Regions from separate parts of the Mus musculus genome. Here all the other regions are linked to region 4. A link is a contact called in public HiCAR-type and promoter capture Hi-C data. All regions are on one chromosome and are shown on one strand. Each heading gives the region's core, a stretch centred on a gene start, on an enhancer-like site or on the middle of the called end of the contact. The rest is flanking DNA. Distances are from core to core; before and after follow the strand shown.

Evidence for each region. Promoter capture Hi-C pulls out the DNA fragments that hold promoters and counts their contacts. HiCAR-type assays count read pairs that join an accessible place to other places.
Region 1: a promoter capture Hi-C map of hippocampal neurons shows a contact between it and region 4, with 7 times the contacts expected there. The contact joins the promoter of Atrx here to the promoter of 5330434G04Rik in region 4. A contact is called at or near these places in 3 of 39 promoter capture datasets (cranial neural crest, frontonasal cranial neural crest and hippocampal neurons), 1 of 484 Hi-C or Micro-C datasets (forebrain), 1 of 115 datasets of contacts at active chromatin or transcription factors (embryonic forebrain) and 1 of 9 other capture datasets (pancreatic islet).
Region 2: a contact with region 4 is called in a promoter capture Hi-C map of hippocampal neurons, with 8 times the contacts expected there. The contact joins the promoter of Pgk1 here to the promoter of 5330434G04Rik in region 4. A contact is called at or near these places in 3 of 39 promoter capture datasets (cranial neural crest, hippocampal neurons and maxillary cranial neural crest) and 1 of 115 datasets of contacts at active chromatin or transcription factors (astrocytes).
Region 3: a contact with region 4 is called in a HiCAR-type map of astrocytes, with 3 times the contacts expected there. The contact joins the promoter of Taf9b here to the promoter of 5330434G04Rik in region 4. A contact is called at or near these places in 1 of 39 promoter capture datasets (hippocampal neurons) and 1 of 115 datasets of contacts at active chromatin or transcription factors (astrocytes).
Region 5: a contact with region 4 is called in a promoter capture Hi-C map of hippocampal neurons, with 9 times the contacts expected there. The contact joins the promoter of Cox7b here to the promoter of 5330434G04Rik in region 4. A contact is called at or near these places in 3 of 39 promoter capture datasets (cranial neural crest, hippocampal neurons and second pharyngeal arch cranial neural crest), 5 of 484 Hi-C or Micro-C datasets (the N1E-115 cell line, brain, cerebellum and 2 more) and 2 of 115 datasets of contacts at active chromatin or transcription factors (astrocytes and embryonic forebrain).

Annotation. Positions count from the first base shown.
Region 1 is chrX:105,928,041-105,930,740 of GRCm38.p6, forward strand. Atrx (ATRX, chromatin remodeler) reads right to left here and starts at 1,332. Exons shown (of 35, transcript NM_009530.2): 1 at 1,060-1,332. The coding sequence starts at 1,079.
Region 2 is chrX:106,185,771-106,188,470 of GRCm38.p6, forward strand. It overlaps Pgk1 (phosphoglycerate kinase 1), which reads left to right and starts at 1,330. Exons shown (of 11, transcript NM_008828.3): 1 at 1,330-1,545. The coding sequence starts at 1,481.
Region 3 is chrX:106,218,520-106,221,219 of GRCm38.p6, forward strand. Taf9b (TATA-box binding protein associated factor 9B) reads right to left here and starts at 1,323. Exons shown (of 7, transcript NM_001001176.2): 1 at 1,060-1,323; 2 at 377-458. The coding sequence starts at 1,110.
Region 4 is chrX:105,390,346-105,393,045 of GRCm38.p6, forward strand. 5330434G04Rik (RIKEN cDNA 5330434G04 gene) reads right to left here and starts at 1,409. Exons shown (of 5, transcript NR_015552.2): 1 at 1,131-1,409.
Region 5 is chrX:106,014,424-106,017,123 of GRCm38.p6, forward strand. It overlaps Cox7b (cytochrome c oxidase subunit 7B), which reads left to right and starts at 1,277. Exons shown (of 3, transcript NM_025379.2): 1 at 1,277-1,447. The coding sequence starts at 1,408.

The DNA of each region.
Region 1 (2,700 bases), core at 82-2,581, 540 kb after region 4:
CTGCATAAAAGCGGAATCCATTTCAGATTAACTACTCCAAACAATCAAAAAGCAAATCAGAAACGCGTGGAAAAACAGCCTGAATCGTAAACGTATTTGATCGCTAACATCGGGCCTGGGCTCTCTTCTACCTTTGCAATAAATCTTCTGGTGAATCCCCGTTAACCCGCTCCACATGCCTCGTGGAACAAATAAATAAAAGCACGATCTAACTACTTCACGGAACGTGTCCCAAACCGCAGGGGGTAACAACAACCGATGTCCCGTCAAAAACCGGACTTCTCCTGCAAAGTCGTCGGCCGCTGTTCTCAGAAAGCAAAAGCCCGCATTGGGCTGCCCGCTCTCCGTCTCAGCCGCCCAGGGGTCCCCAAGATAACCCTCCAGGATCTGGAGTCGGGGGGCGAAAAGGCACCTTCTAGAGGTACCTTCCGGGCCCGGCCCTCCTACCTCCAATGCTCGGCTCTCCTCTCGGAGCCGCGGAGAGCTGGAGGACTTCCAGTGGAGGCGACCATTGGGGTTCGCTAGTTCCAGGATCTCACTTCCTCCCGCCGCCCCTCCCCCTCCCCATCCTCCGCCCCTCCCCCTCCCCCATCCACCTTCTCCCCCCCCCTCCCCCCTCCTTCCCCACGCAGTCGCTAGGCCCCGAGATTCGAAAGACTGACCGCAAGCGTTCGGTGGCCCGCGACACCCCCCGCCCCCAGGCCTCGACGCCGCGGGCACGGAGGCGTGAGCCGAGCAGGGGCTCCCGGCTCCGCAGCGGCGGGAGGCGGGAAAGGCAACGCGCGCGCCGCATGCCGCCCCCGACCGACACACACACAGACAGACAGACAGACACACACATACACACATAGACACACACACACACACACCCCAAGCCCCAGCTGGGGCTTCCCACCGCGCTCCCCCAGCCCCGCTCACCTAGAGGGAAAACGATGCCGCTGACCGCGAAGCCGCGCGCGGGCCTAGGGCACCTAGCGCACGTCTTTGCAAACACCCCACTCGAGTGGAAGGCGCCCGGGAGCAGAACGCCGGGGCCCGTGACAAGGGCTTGCGTTTTACCTCATGGGCTCAGCGGTCATGTTTTTGGCTCGGACGGCCGCTTGGCTTGGCAACCCCTTGGGTACCGTTCTGCGCTCCTCGGCGCCAGTGGCTGAACGAAAAGTACTGGGATCTTAGTAGTCACCGCAGATAGTGCTGGATCGTCCTCCCAGCTCAGAGTCCGCTACCGCTGCTGCTGCTGCTGCTGCTGCTGCTGCAAGAGCCACGGAAACAAAGCAAGGCCTATGCCGACGCCATTTTGTTGGGCCGAGGCTTGGGCAGGAGAATTGGCGCGTCCTCCCTCTTCCTCTTTCCGTCATCTATTGGCTACCTCTGCCAGAGCTCAGTGTCTTATTGGCTACGGAAATTCACCTTCTTTGGGAGCCTGTTGCTAAGGCGGTCGACGTCATTTGATCCCCTCCACCTCTTCTTAGTGGGGTCCAGTTCAGTTACTGCTGACCTCAAAGTGTCAGGGATGTATCTTGACATTATCCTGAAAATGCGCTCTTGGTCCAACCTCTCTACTTCCACATAATTGGTGAAACAATGACACCCCATTTACGTTTATTGAGAATTTACTATATGTCGACCACTACACAGATCCTTTATCTTAATCTCATGCTTGAACCATCCAAAGTAGGCAGACCTAACATTTTAATGGGTGAGGATACCAATGCACAAGTTCCACATTCAGCCAAACATCCATCCTTGCGGGGAGGGTGGACATACATTCTTATGCTGTTTTAAACCCAAGGCTTTGTGCATGTTAGGCAAATACTCTATCATTGAGCTATGTCCTAACCCCTCCCCCACATGCACACTCTTAATCATTAATCTCCATAGCCACCCAAAATATAAATATTTTCTTTCCTATTTTATAATATTCTTAATTTTTCTTCTATATATTTCATTATAATATTCAGCTTGCCAACGCTTACACGTGTGAATTTTTACCTTTTGTGGAAAGAGAATGAGAAAAATTCTAGCTATACAGTCCTGACTAGGCTGCAACTCAACATGTATATGAGGCTGGCCTCAAACTTGGACTGTCCTTGCAGCCTCCCAAAGTGCTTAGAAGACAGGTGTACCCCATCATACTTAAGGATACTTACAGGTATTTATATATATATGATCAACTGGACATTGACATCTAATTCTTTTGATATTGAACAATCTTGAAATTGTCACACACAGGTCAGCCATTAGTTCAATCTGATATGATTGGGGGTATATCTCACTTACCAACTGATCCAAATCGTTTCCCCCTCATTTCATTTTTCATTCATAATCTCTGCAAATCACAAATAAGTTTTCTAAATTTGAAGTTTCCAACTTTGTGCCCACATTTATTCTGGAACACATGTTCATTCCCTTTATTTTGTTCATTCTGTTTATTTTTCCTGAAATATGCAACAGTTTTGGTCATGCTTAGATGTCAGGGTTGCAGTTTTGGACTAGAATGACAAGAGAAGAGTCTCTTTTCAAACAATGCATTCCAACAATCAGACTAGGTTTTTGTTTGTTTGTTTGTTTGTTTGTTTCCGAGACAGAGTTTCTCTGTGCAGCCCTGGCTCTCCTGGAACTTGCTCTGTAGATCAGGCTGGCTTTCAGCTCAGAAATCCAACTGCCTTTGCCACCTGAGAACTTAGACTAAAGGCATAT
Region 2 (2,700 bases), core at 80-2,579, 800 kb after region 4:
CTTAAATATGTAAGGACAGCCTTCTCAGTCTGTGTAAAGTCGCTTGTATGTATCCGATTTCAGACTGCACTACTGCTATTGGATAACCATGGGGGCTCTCAGCATTCCTGCAGTCCTTTGTCTCTTCCATGTCACGTGGCTCCTGTTACCCAGTTCTTTTTCCGTCCTCTGTTCTCTTAAAACTGTTTCCCTTTCCTGGACCTGTCTCTCCTCTCCATGTATATGCTTATATAAAAAGCTGCATAGGATAGAAAACACATGGTATTGTCTTTCTGAGTTACTTCACATAATATAGTAACTTCCAGAGGTGCTTTGGCCAGTCACTCCTGGATATCTGCCAGTGAGAGAGGTGGAAAGAAAAAACCAGGAGAGTGAACAAGGGCTTCCATTTCTCATGTGCCCTTCAATTTCCTAACTAGTTGTCCTGTCTCAGACCGTCAGGCAAGCACTTTACCACTGAGCACCGTCCTTAGCCCAAATGAGTGTCAGTAGAGATTTAAAGTTTTGTTTTTGTTTTTAAACAGTGCTGGAGATTGGATCCACGGCCTCTGGCCCGCATTTTACCACTGAGCTACACTCCCAAAGCAGTCGAAATCACAGTGGCCCAGGATTGAAATGATCACTTAGATGCTTTGCAGTCTTGATAAGACACTAAATCTTTGTCTATCAGTTACTTCATCTTTAATAACAGAACGTACTTAGGAATTTTATGAGCATTGTTAGTTAGCATGACACATGCTATATGTATTCGTCATTATGAATAATGTAACCACAGCAATTACATTGTACTTTTTATTATAAAAGGGGGGAGGGGAAGGCCTGGTCCTTTTTTAACTTCTGAGAGGTTTCGATTACTAAGTAAGACCTTATGTAGACTTCCATTTGGGAGCTGAGAAAGCAGAGGATTCCAAAAGGGGATGACATTTGCAAAGGTCTAGAAAAGGCGCCTGGGAATTCTACCGGGTAGGGGAGGCGCTTTTCCCAAGGCAGTCTGGAGCATGCGCTTTAGCAGCCCCGCTGGGCACTTGGCGCTACACAAGTGGCCTCTGGCCTCGCACACATTCCACATCCACCGGTAGGCGCCAACCGGCTCCGTTCTTTGGTGGCCCCTTCGCGCCACCTTCTACTCCTCCCCTAGTCAGGAAGTTCCCCCCCGCCCCGCAGCTCGCGTCGTGCAGGACGTGACAAATGGAAGTAGCACGTCTCACTAGTCTCGTGCAGATGGACAGCACCGCTGAGCAATGGAAGCGGGTAGGCCTTTGGGGCAGCGGCCAATAGCAGCTTTGCTCCTTCGCTTTCTGGGCTCAGAGGCTGGGAAGGGGTGGGTCCGGGGGCGGGCTCAGGGGCGGGCTCAGGGGCGGGGCGGGCGCCCGAAGGTCCTCCGGAGGCCCGGCATTCTGCACGCTTCAAAAGCGCACGTCTGCCGCGCTGTTCTCCTCTTCCTCATCTCCGGGCCTTTCGACCTCACGGTGTTGCCAAAATGTCGCTTTCCAACAAGCTGACTTTGGACAAGCTGGACGTGAAGGGGAAGCGGGTCGTGATGAGGTAATTCCGTACTGCTGCCCTCAAGCCCTCGGGGCCACATTCTCTCTGGCCGTGGCAAGCACGGTTTTCCCATCACCTTAAGTTGCACTTATTTTTCAGCTGGGTCTTGGGGGTCCTGGGTTTGGAGGTTAAGGCTGTTCCTCTCACCTCATTGGGGCGGAGACTGTGTCTGAGTTTGCTTTTCTGCGTCCTAACTGCTTCTAGCTTAAAAAGCGACCAAATGTGTCCTTTAGGGAGTTGATCCCACTGATAAAGGGCTCAGATTCTCAGGACTCAATCTTTTTCCCATTTCTGAAGTGCAGTTTCATCTCTTGTAGCGAGAATGGACGTAGTACTTATCCTGCAAATCTCTAGGCCCCTGCTGAGGGACCTTGAAAGGTCATTTAGCTAGTTTCCCTTCCCCCAAGATTCTTGGACCATCCGTGACGAATCCGAAACCGCCCACGTTTCATTGGTCCTGGTACAAATGATTTCTTTCCCAAAAGATGTTGCTCAAAGTCCTCTCGAGTGGAGGTCCCTCTCCCCAAAGAATTGTGGGTGGGAGGGTGAGGCCCACTGGATGAAGCTCTGTATGGCTTATATAACAGGCCTCTGCTGCCCTACCTTGCGGTTGGACTCCTGGCCCTGGGGTTTGCATCAGGATTGTGACACATGCAGGGTGTGGCCGCCGGGAGTTGGAGGCCTGTAACCTCACTCGAGAGGTGGCTAGAGAAGCAGGATGTCAGAACTGAGGAAGGCTCCCACGCACGTGGCACATGTGGGTCCCAGGTCACTGACTTAACTTGGCTTCTCCCTTACCTGAAAGAATTACTAGGGTGTATGCGTCTTCTCCTTTTTGCCTTTCATAATGTATACTTTTTTTTTTTTGCCAGGAGTCAAGGATGATGGTTAGATACATAACTGATGGGCCTGGTTGTTCATGTAACAACTATAGGACCCAAGGATGGGAATTTTTAAGGGCCATTGATGGTCGCAGTGACTGACTACTCTGCCTGCTTGACCTTCTTTGGAAGTGGATGACTGATTGGCAGTAATCCTGGTCCCTTTGAAGATTTGGGCCAGTTCAAGTGAGGGCATCCTTTAGATACTAACACATGTAAGGGAACAGAGGTTCTCTGGCTTCTGTACAGGCACTTATTTTATCGTAGCCAATAT
Region 3 (2,700 bases), core at 73-2,572, 830 kb after region 4:
GCCTCACTATATCGCCAAGGGATCCCTTGGAACTTCCGATCCTCTTGCCTCTCCTTCTCAAGGGCTAGATTACAGTATGCATAACCAAGACTAACCTAAAAGCACCTTACTATTTATGCTCCCTGGTTTTTAAAGGTTCCGCTAATTTCTGGAACCTTTATGAATTTTGGTTTTAATCGCTAATTGTCCTATTCGCATACTTTACTTATGCGGACATGCCATATCTAAATACTACAACCCCTTAACTTGCGCTCCTTTTTAGTGCTTTACTCATCTCTAGATTAGTAACAACTGCTTTTGGTTTAAAGTGTTATAGCAAACGAGCTTCTCTAATTCATGAGGTCAGGTTTTGGGTGTATTCACTTATTTAACTTACGGAAAGCAAATTCCAACATTTGATTTATAACCCTTGGCTCATACTCTGTGATTCCCATATCCTTCAGGATCTGTGCCATCACCTGTGGATTCAAAGAAAGACAAAATGCCAGACGGAATGCGCGATGTTAAGTGAAAGAAATCAAGGCTGGATGGAAGGCATATTTTTATATGCAGCAAACCGTTCCTCCTTGTGCCTCTCCCAGTGTTTGCCTATCAGTGATCACACAAAATCAGGCATATGTTCTTGCTGAAAACTTTTAGCAAGGGTGGGAGCAAAGGCACAAGAATGGCCTTTACCGGCTTTCCAGGCAGAGGTAGGGGTGGGTCCAGCTGGCTGTCATTTTCGGATCTGTCAGCGAGGGAAGCTACTAGCATCAGAACCCATGTCGCAGTCAGGGAATCCTCGTGAAGCGAGGAGGCTGCGGACTTGTGGGTGGGGGTGGCCTCGGGCCAGCGAGACAAAGCCCCGCGGCAGCCCTTTGGAGGGGCTCCCCAGGAGCAAGGACGGAGCCCCAGGGACAGGGGGACTCCACTGCCCTTTCCCAGCCACGTCTACCGGCTGCAAACGGCGCGCGATCCCCGCCAGGCGCTCGGGCTCCCCCGGCAAGCGCTCGGGCTGGCCTGTCTCACAGGTCCCAATGCTACGGAGTGCGCCGGGCCCTGCTCCCCGCGCGCGCTTACCAAGGCATCTCTCGGAGCGTTCTTGATAGGCGCCATCTTGGCCGGCTCCATTTTCTCTTGCGGCTCCTCAACCTCGGAGATAGAGCTGCAGGCGGTTTCCACCTCGGTCTGGCTCCACCCCTGTGGGGGATGGAAGGCGGTCCTAGCACGCAGCTCCCCGGCCGGGGCTGCTTCCCAGCCGCCAGCCCCCACCTGTGTGGACTTGGCTACCCGGGGCCCATGCAGGTTCGGAGGTGGAGAGGTGCGGAGGAAGTCGCCCTAGCGATGCTCAGCGACTCTGCGCCATGCAGCGCCAGCTCCCCTCCGACCATCCTCACTCCCACTTAATGCCCACTGGTCCTCGGAGTTTCCTGGAATTCCCTCAGAGGCCCTTCCTCCACTCGGCCGCTGGGTGAACATGGTTCTGGCAAACGCGACAGCCCGTTCCATTTGAATATCACATTAACAACGAATGTGTATCACCACCTCGGCACACAGGCCATGTTGATACTGCAAAATTAGTTGCTCCTTAGCTGACATCCAAATTTAAGTGGGCATTAGGAAATCTTTTTCAAATCTGGGAACCCTACCCAATAGACCAGAGGTTTTCGACCTGCGGGTTGCGACTCCTTCGGGGTCGAACCACCCTTGCACTGGGGTCGCATACGCTGTTTACATTACAACTCATAACAGCAAGAAAATTACAATGATAAAGTAGGAACAAAAATACTTTTATGGTTGGGGGCTCACCACAAGCTGAGGAACTGCATGAAAGCATCTCGAAGGGGGAAAGCCACTGCAGTAGATCCGGTTCTTCACACGTGGGGATTTGGTCTAGCCTACAAAAGCACCGGCTTCCCTACGTCCTCACGGTCTGAGGGGCTCCAGCCTCTAGGGTGGAAACTGGACTCTTTTTTGTCTCCCAGATTGCCCACTCCCATATATATATATATATTTTCAGAATAGGGACCGGCTAAGAGAGGTTTCGAGCGGTTAAACGCTCTTCCGGCATGACAAGTCTGATGACCTCTGAATTCCACAAATGCCCCTGGGCGTGAGTACCCCGAGGTTCACGAGGTTCACGCCATGGCTTCTACTTCCCCTACCCTTAGAATTACGAAGTTAACAGTCTCTGGTTTAAAACGAGTCCGAGAATCCCGTTCCTACGTTTCTCAACAGCCCTGTTCTCTTCCGCCTTCGAAAAGGTTGCCAGGACACCTGGATCAGACACAACCAGGCCCATTAATTAGCGACAAGTCCTATCAGGGTAACTTCACAAAATTACATCCCATCTCGTTGGTACCTAGCTCTAGAGCGTTGATAGTAGCATCTTTCCGCCGACCGCTTACGAAGATTAGAGAATTAGGCCTACCAAATGAGGCCCTTTCACGTCCTCACAACTGAATGGGCCTCGTAGTTATAACAAAGACTGTTTTACTTAAAATTCTCCAGGAGTACCTCTCACAGATTTAACATTTCGGGGCTTAGCGAACCCTTCAGTTTAGGTAGGGCAGTTTACCTCATCCGAGGACGACTCCTCCTCGACAATCTGGTCAAACGCATCCGACTCCTGGTCAGCCATCTTGAACTTTGATGCTCTTGCGGAACCCACGCTGACGGCTCCCAAGCCCCGCCCCACGCACCCCGAGCCCCGCCCCCTGC
Region 4 (2,700 bases), core at 159-2,658:
CAAATAACAGGGATGACACTCAAAGCCTGGGTTATCTGACTCTAAACCTTCTAATTTTTCCACCTCAATCCTGGAAAGGCCATTCAGCTGCCTTCAGTAAAATGGCCGCCATCCTCCCTTTGGAGAAATGGGCAGTGGCTAACTGAAGCAACCTTCCTAAACATACAGAATCCTAACAAATTCTCCAAACATATATTTATATTAAAGATCAACTTCCCTCCCAGGCAGCCAAGTTTCTAGATCATTCTAGGAAAGCTTTCTTTTGCTGCTTCCAAGAAGGGAGCCAGAGAATCACATGCACCCCCTAGCAGCTGCACCAGCCAGCTCCAACCCCACCCTCCATCTTGCAGCAGAACATCAGTCGTCATCAAGTCATCAGGCCTGCCCACTGTCCCACTGCATCAGAAATGCTGCAGTCTGTGAAAATATCATTGTTTTCATCCTCCATGCCTCAGCCTCAACCTTTTCACTGCACTCCCCACAAAGAGCAGGAACACAGGCACATGACAGAAATCCAGACCACATATGCTAGTTTCTACATCAACCTACAGCCCTGAGGATAACCCATGCCAGGGATGAGAAAAGAGGTACTATTCTCAACCTGCCACTTCCCCAACTACCCTGCTGAAACAGAAATTAGAAAGTGAGCGCCCCAACTCAATTCTAATCAACTCATTCATGCACACCTGTCTTACTTATTCTTATTTGCTATTTCTTCAAAATTGCTCACTCCCTCCTAATTTAAATGACCAGCTCAGTTAAAGAGGTGAAAGGATGGCCATTTGTAGGCTTGGAACTATCAAAAAGCCTGAGGTGACACACATATAAAGAATGGCCTAGGAGCAGGCCTGCAGAGCCAGACAGCATCACTGCACCACAAATCACCCAGTCTCAGCTCCAGCCTACCAGATGATGTCAGCATTCAGACTGTCTCCTAGACACCTGAATTTAGAGCCCCAAACCCTGCATTGCTTCCTAGAAATGACCTCTCAACCTCTAAAAAAAAATTGTTTCTGGTTGCACCAACCTCTTCTGAGCCTTCCCTCTACCAACCCTACTTCCTATATTTTCCTGCTTCCTTAATCAGACTTTTTTCCTTCTCTCAGATTACTTTCAACTTTTATAAATACCTGGCTCCTTGTCTGTACTTGAGTCAGCATAGTATTCAGCCATCTTCCTGGATTTACCGACCTCAGGCTCCAGTTCTGCATAATTAGCTTAAACTGGCTCAAATGGATTTTAACTGGTCAGAAATTCAATTTTTTTCTTTGTCATAAAAGATCTAAAGAGACCAAGAGCAACTTCTGGCCATTTTCAACCCATTTGCTCCAGTTCACAGCACTCACGCAGAAGTATGGCACTGAGGGGCTCAGGATACCTCAGGAATGAGATGAAACTGCGTCAAGTCTGCTCAGAAGACCAGTGGGGGACAAAAAGGACCTGATGCTAAGGACCATACCATTAGTAATGGTGATGCTAGAGGGGGAATCAGAAAGAGCCTAATAGTCCATGAGGTAGGATCAAACCACTGTGGACCCCGGGGGAGGGGCTAAAAGCCTGATGCTCCGTGACGCAGTATCTAATCATTCCTGTGAGACAGGAGGGGAAAGATGCTGATGCTCAGCAGATAGGAGCAAACCACTGCAGTGAACAGGGAACCGAGTGGGGATGGTTTAGTGTAAGACACAATCAAATCACTCTAGGTGTTAGCTAAATAACTACCTGGAAAAATAAAAGCAGAAAGGGCCTAATAATCTGTGAGACAGGAGCAGGCCACTCTGGAGGTTTAGTGGAAAGGATGCTGTTCTGAGAAGCAGGACCAAACCACTGGGGGAAAGGAGGGGAGCAGAACGAGCTGAAATCTCTTTAAGCAAATTTAATTTCCTCCTAGTGACATAAAGGAAGAGCCAACATTCTGTGAGACAGAATCAGATCCTGTTTCTTGGTTTATCATGGGTTCAACATACATTATCTCCTTTGCTCTTTACTCTGCCCTGATAGTTGGATCAGACCATCTTTCCACAAAAGCTTTTGCAGAAATTCTGAGCTGTCCCTCAGGGTTGCTAGGCAACAGTGCAGCAGCTGCCCAGCGAACCTTGCCCTTTTGACATTAACCCCTTAGTTTCTGAATAGAAAATAAGATGCATGAAAAATTAGGAACAAGTTGAGGCAATTATCAACACATGGTAGTCAAGGAGGAGTGGCTCGTGTATAAAGACCTAGCAAATATAAACATAGAAGTGAGTGGGTGAGAAATGATGGATACATAGAAGAGAAAACATTTTGACATGGTGGCCATCCTATAGACATTAAAGAGGAAAACCAATCCCTGGTCAGGCCTTAGACTCTTCCCATGACATCCCTAATCAGTGCCTTTTGAATATCTTTTCTATCTTTTTTTTGTAAGGCAGTGGTTGTAATTTCCTGGGAAACAAATTTCATTTTCCTATAACTCTGGTTATCCCTTTTCTATTGGAGCCAAATATTCCCAGTTTGGCCCCATAGTTTCTGTTCTGACCTCTAGAGCAGTAGTTAATAAAGGCAAACTAGAACTCACAGGCTATATCTAACCTACTGTCTATTTTTGTTCAGCTAAGAATGGTCTTGACATTTTAAATAACCCCCTTTTAAAGCAAAGCAAGGGCTTCATGCTTCTTTGGTTATATACACATAGGGTCACTTTCCTGTCACCAAGACAGA
Region 5 (2,700 bases), core at 27-2,526, 620 kb after region 4:
AAAAAATAAACAAGCATACCAAATAAGCATGGTGGTTTGAGTATCTCTGTTTTATGCTCACTCAGGTTGCTTTAGGCATATGAACTGCAGTGGTCATACAGACACAGTGTGGTAAAGAATTACCAATGGATACAAAACATAGTGGATAGAAGCTTATGCAGAATAGGATAGTCATTATGCATTGGAGTTACCTTTTTTTTTTTTTTTTTGCACACATCCCTCCTTTCCACTCAAGATACTTTTTTTTTTTAATTACAAAGGGAAAGCGGTGACTTTAAAGTGTAGAAATCTGGTATGCAGTGCTTGGATTAAATGATTAAGTTCATACTATTACTGAATGGGACATGCTAAGATCCTATACCTTTTGATAGGATGCTCTAAAAAGCAGAGTTTGATTTGTACATTATTTATCTAATCATGACACTAGAGAAGCTAAGGCAAAAGAATTGCAAATTCTAGGCCAGTCTGGGCTACATAGTAAGTTCTAGCCAGTCTGGGTTACATAGGGAGACCTGGCTTACACAGAGTTTCTTTTTTTTTTTTTTTTTTTTTATTTATTATTTATTATATGTAAGTACACTGTAGCTGTCTTCAGACACACCAGAAGAGGGCATCAGATCTCATTAAGGATGGTTGTGAGCCACCATGTGGTTGCTGGGATTTGAACTCTGGACCTTTGGAAGAGCAGTCGGGTGCTCTTACCCACTGAGCCATCTCACCAGCCCTACACAGAGTTTCTTAAGAAGATACATATATAGTATTCTTGCCAGATGCACATGAACTGGAATCCTTAGGGGAAAAAGGTCAATTGATCTCCCAGCACTTGGGAGGCAAAGGCAGGACTTTTTCTGTGAGTTCCAGGCCAGCTTGGTCTACATAGAGAGTTCCTGGTCAGCCAGGACTAAATAGAGAGGCCGTGTCTCAACTCCCCCACAAAAATTCCAAAAAAAAAAACCAATAAAGGTAAAACCAATTAATGTAGGTAATAGGAGACAGAATGTGAAAAATTTGAAGGGACTGTAATTGGAAGTGAGACACTAGATCCAATCCTCTGGAGTTTTAGCACCATTTTGATGCTGGTGCCTTATGTAAGGTCGGTGTCTCAGCTCTCCTTTGTAGAGTCCGAAACCTTTGTCCAAAGAGTTAACCTCCCTGCTTAGTAAATACTACTTTATGGAAGCCATCAAGCTTGAAACTACATTTCCCAAAGACCTTCCTATTTCCTCGCAGGAACTAGGATGACAATTTCTATAGGTCAACCCCTAAATCTCGCGACATCTCACCAATTCTCATTTGGGCTCCCTGCTGAAAGCCATTTTGTTTTTCAGGACGCTTTGCAAGGGTAGCTGGGGTGAATTTGCACCAAGGCAGCAGCATAGTCGCCGCAGTTCCATCTTCGTCTCCGCGATGTTGCCCTTAGCCAAAAACGCACTAAGCCGTCTCCAAGGTGAGCAGATAATGTGGGCGAGTTCTTTACAACACCCGGGATCCGGCTGTCCTCGTGCTCTTCTGCCCTCTTCCTCCGCCCCAAATCCTGCGGGTTTTAATTCTAGGTGCATGGTCCCCTGCGTGGTCTCCAGTCACTGGGAAGGGAAGCTAGCCATAACAGAGGTAGCTGTGACAGTGGCTTTATCATCCTGTCCTTGTGTTCCTAACCTCGTTATGCATTCTCTTTCTTCAGAGACCTATGATTTCCAGGAAGAACGCTTTGGCGGACACCTTGCTCTTTTAGCGATGATCTAAATTTTAGCTCTGGGAGTGTATTTACGTAGAAGAACTGATCTCCTACAATAACGGTGGTAGGAAACTAAATCTACCGCATCTGGATTCATAGCAAGGGGTTGAAAACCTTAAGCCTGGCAGCTTTGAAGAAGTCATCTGTAGATTATTAACGGAATATTAACTATAGCGAAAACAATCATGGTCATTTTTTTTTCCTGCTTTAAAGTTAGGCAAGTACGTGGAAACTTGAGACTAGCAGTATATATGGAAAATACACTGGACTGGAAAGAAAAAAATTCATTTTTGTAATTGCTTTACCCTGAAGGTGACCTTCAGTAATGTGAATGAAGGTGACCTTACACAATACTTACTTGCTTTTCTAGCCATGGATTTAGTTTTATTTTACCTTTAGATCACATGCTGTGTTCTAAGTACTGAAGTACTTTGGGAATAATTGAAAAAAAAAAAAAAGAAAGAAGCCCAACTGATCTTTCATCTGCTACAAGCTGTGTTTATTATTTCTTTCACTTTGGACAAATGATTTAGCGTTATAAACTTGTTTTTGTAAAACAGAGGTTAGTAAGTAATACCTATGTCAAAGACCATTAACCAATCTCTGGTCACTAAACTGGGTGGTTTTGTTTGTTTGTTTGTTTTTAATTTTATTTTGGTATAGAGGGGAGATCACTTGGTAAATCAGAGTGTTGAAACAACAGTTGTTTGGTAATCTCAATTTCTTTGATCTTTAAGTGACTTAGGGACTTTTAAAAATACTGTAGGAAAAGTTTTTTTATCATTTTTTTTTTTTTTTTGAGACAGGGTTTCTTTGTGTAGCCTGGCTGTCCTGGAACTTGCTCTGGAGACCAGGCAAAAAGATGATTTTTTAGTTTATTTTGTTGTGTTTCTGTTTCTCATACTCACCCTTTTAAATGTTCTGGAGCAGAATTGATTATGGAATGTTTATGAATTTGCTTATTC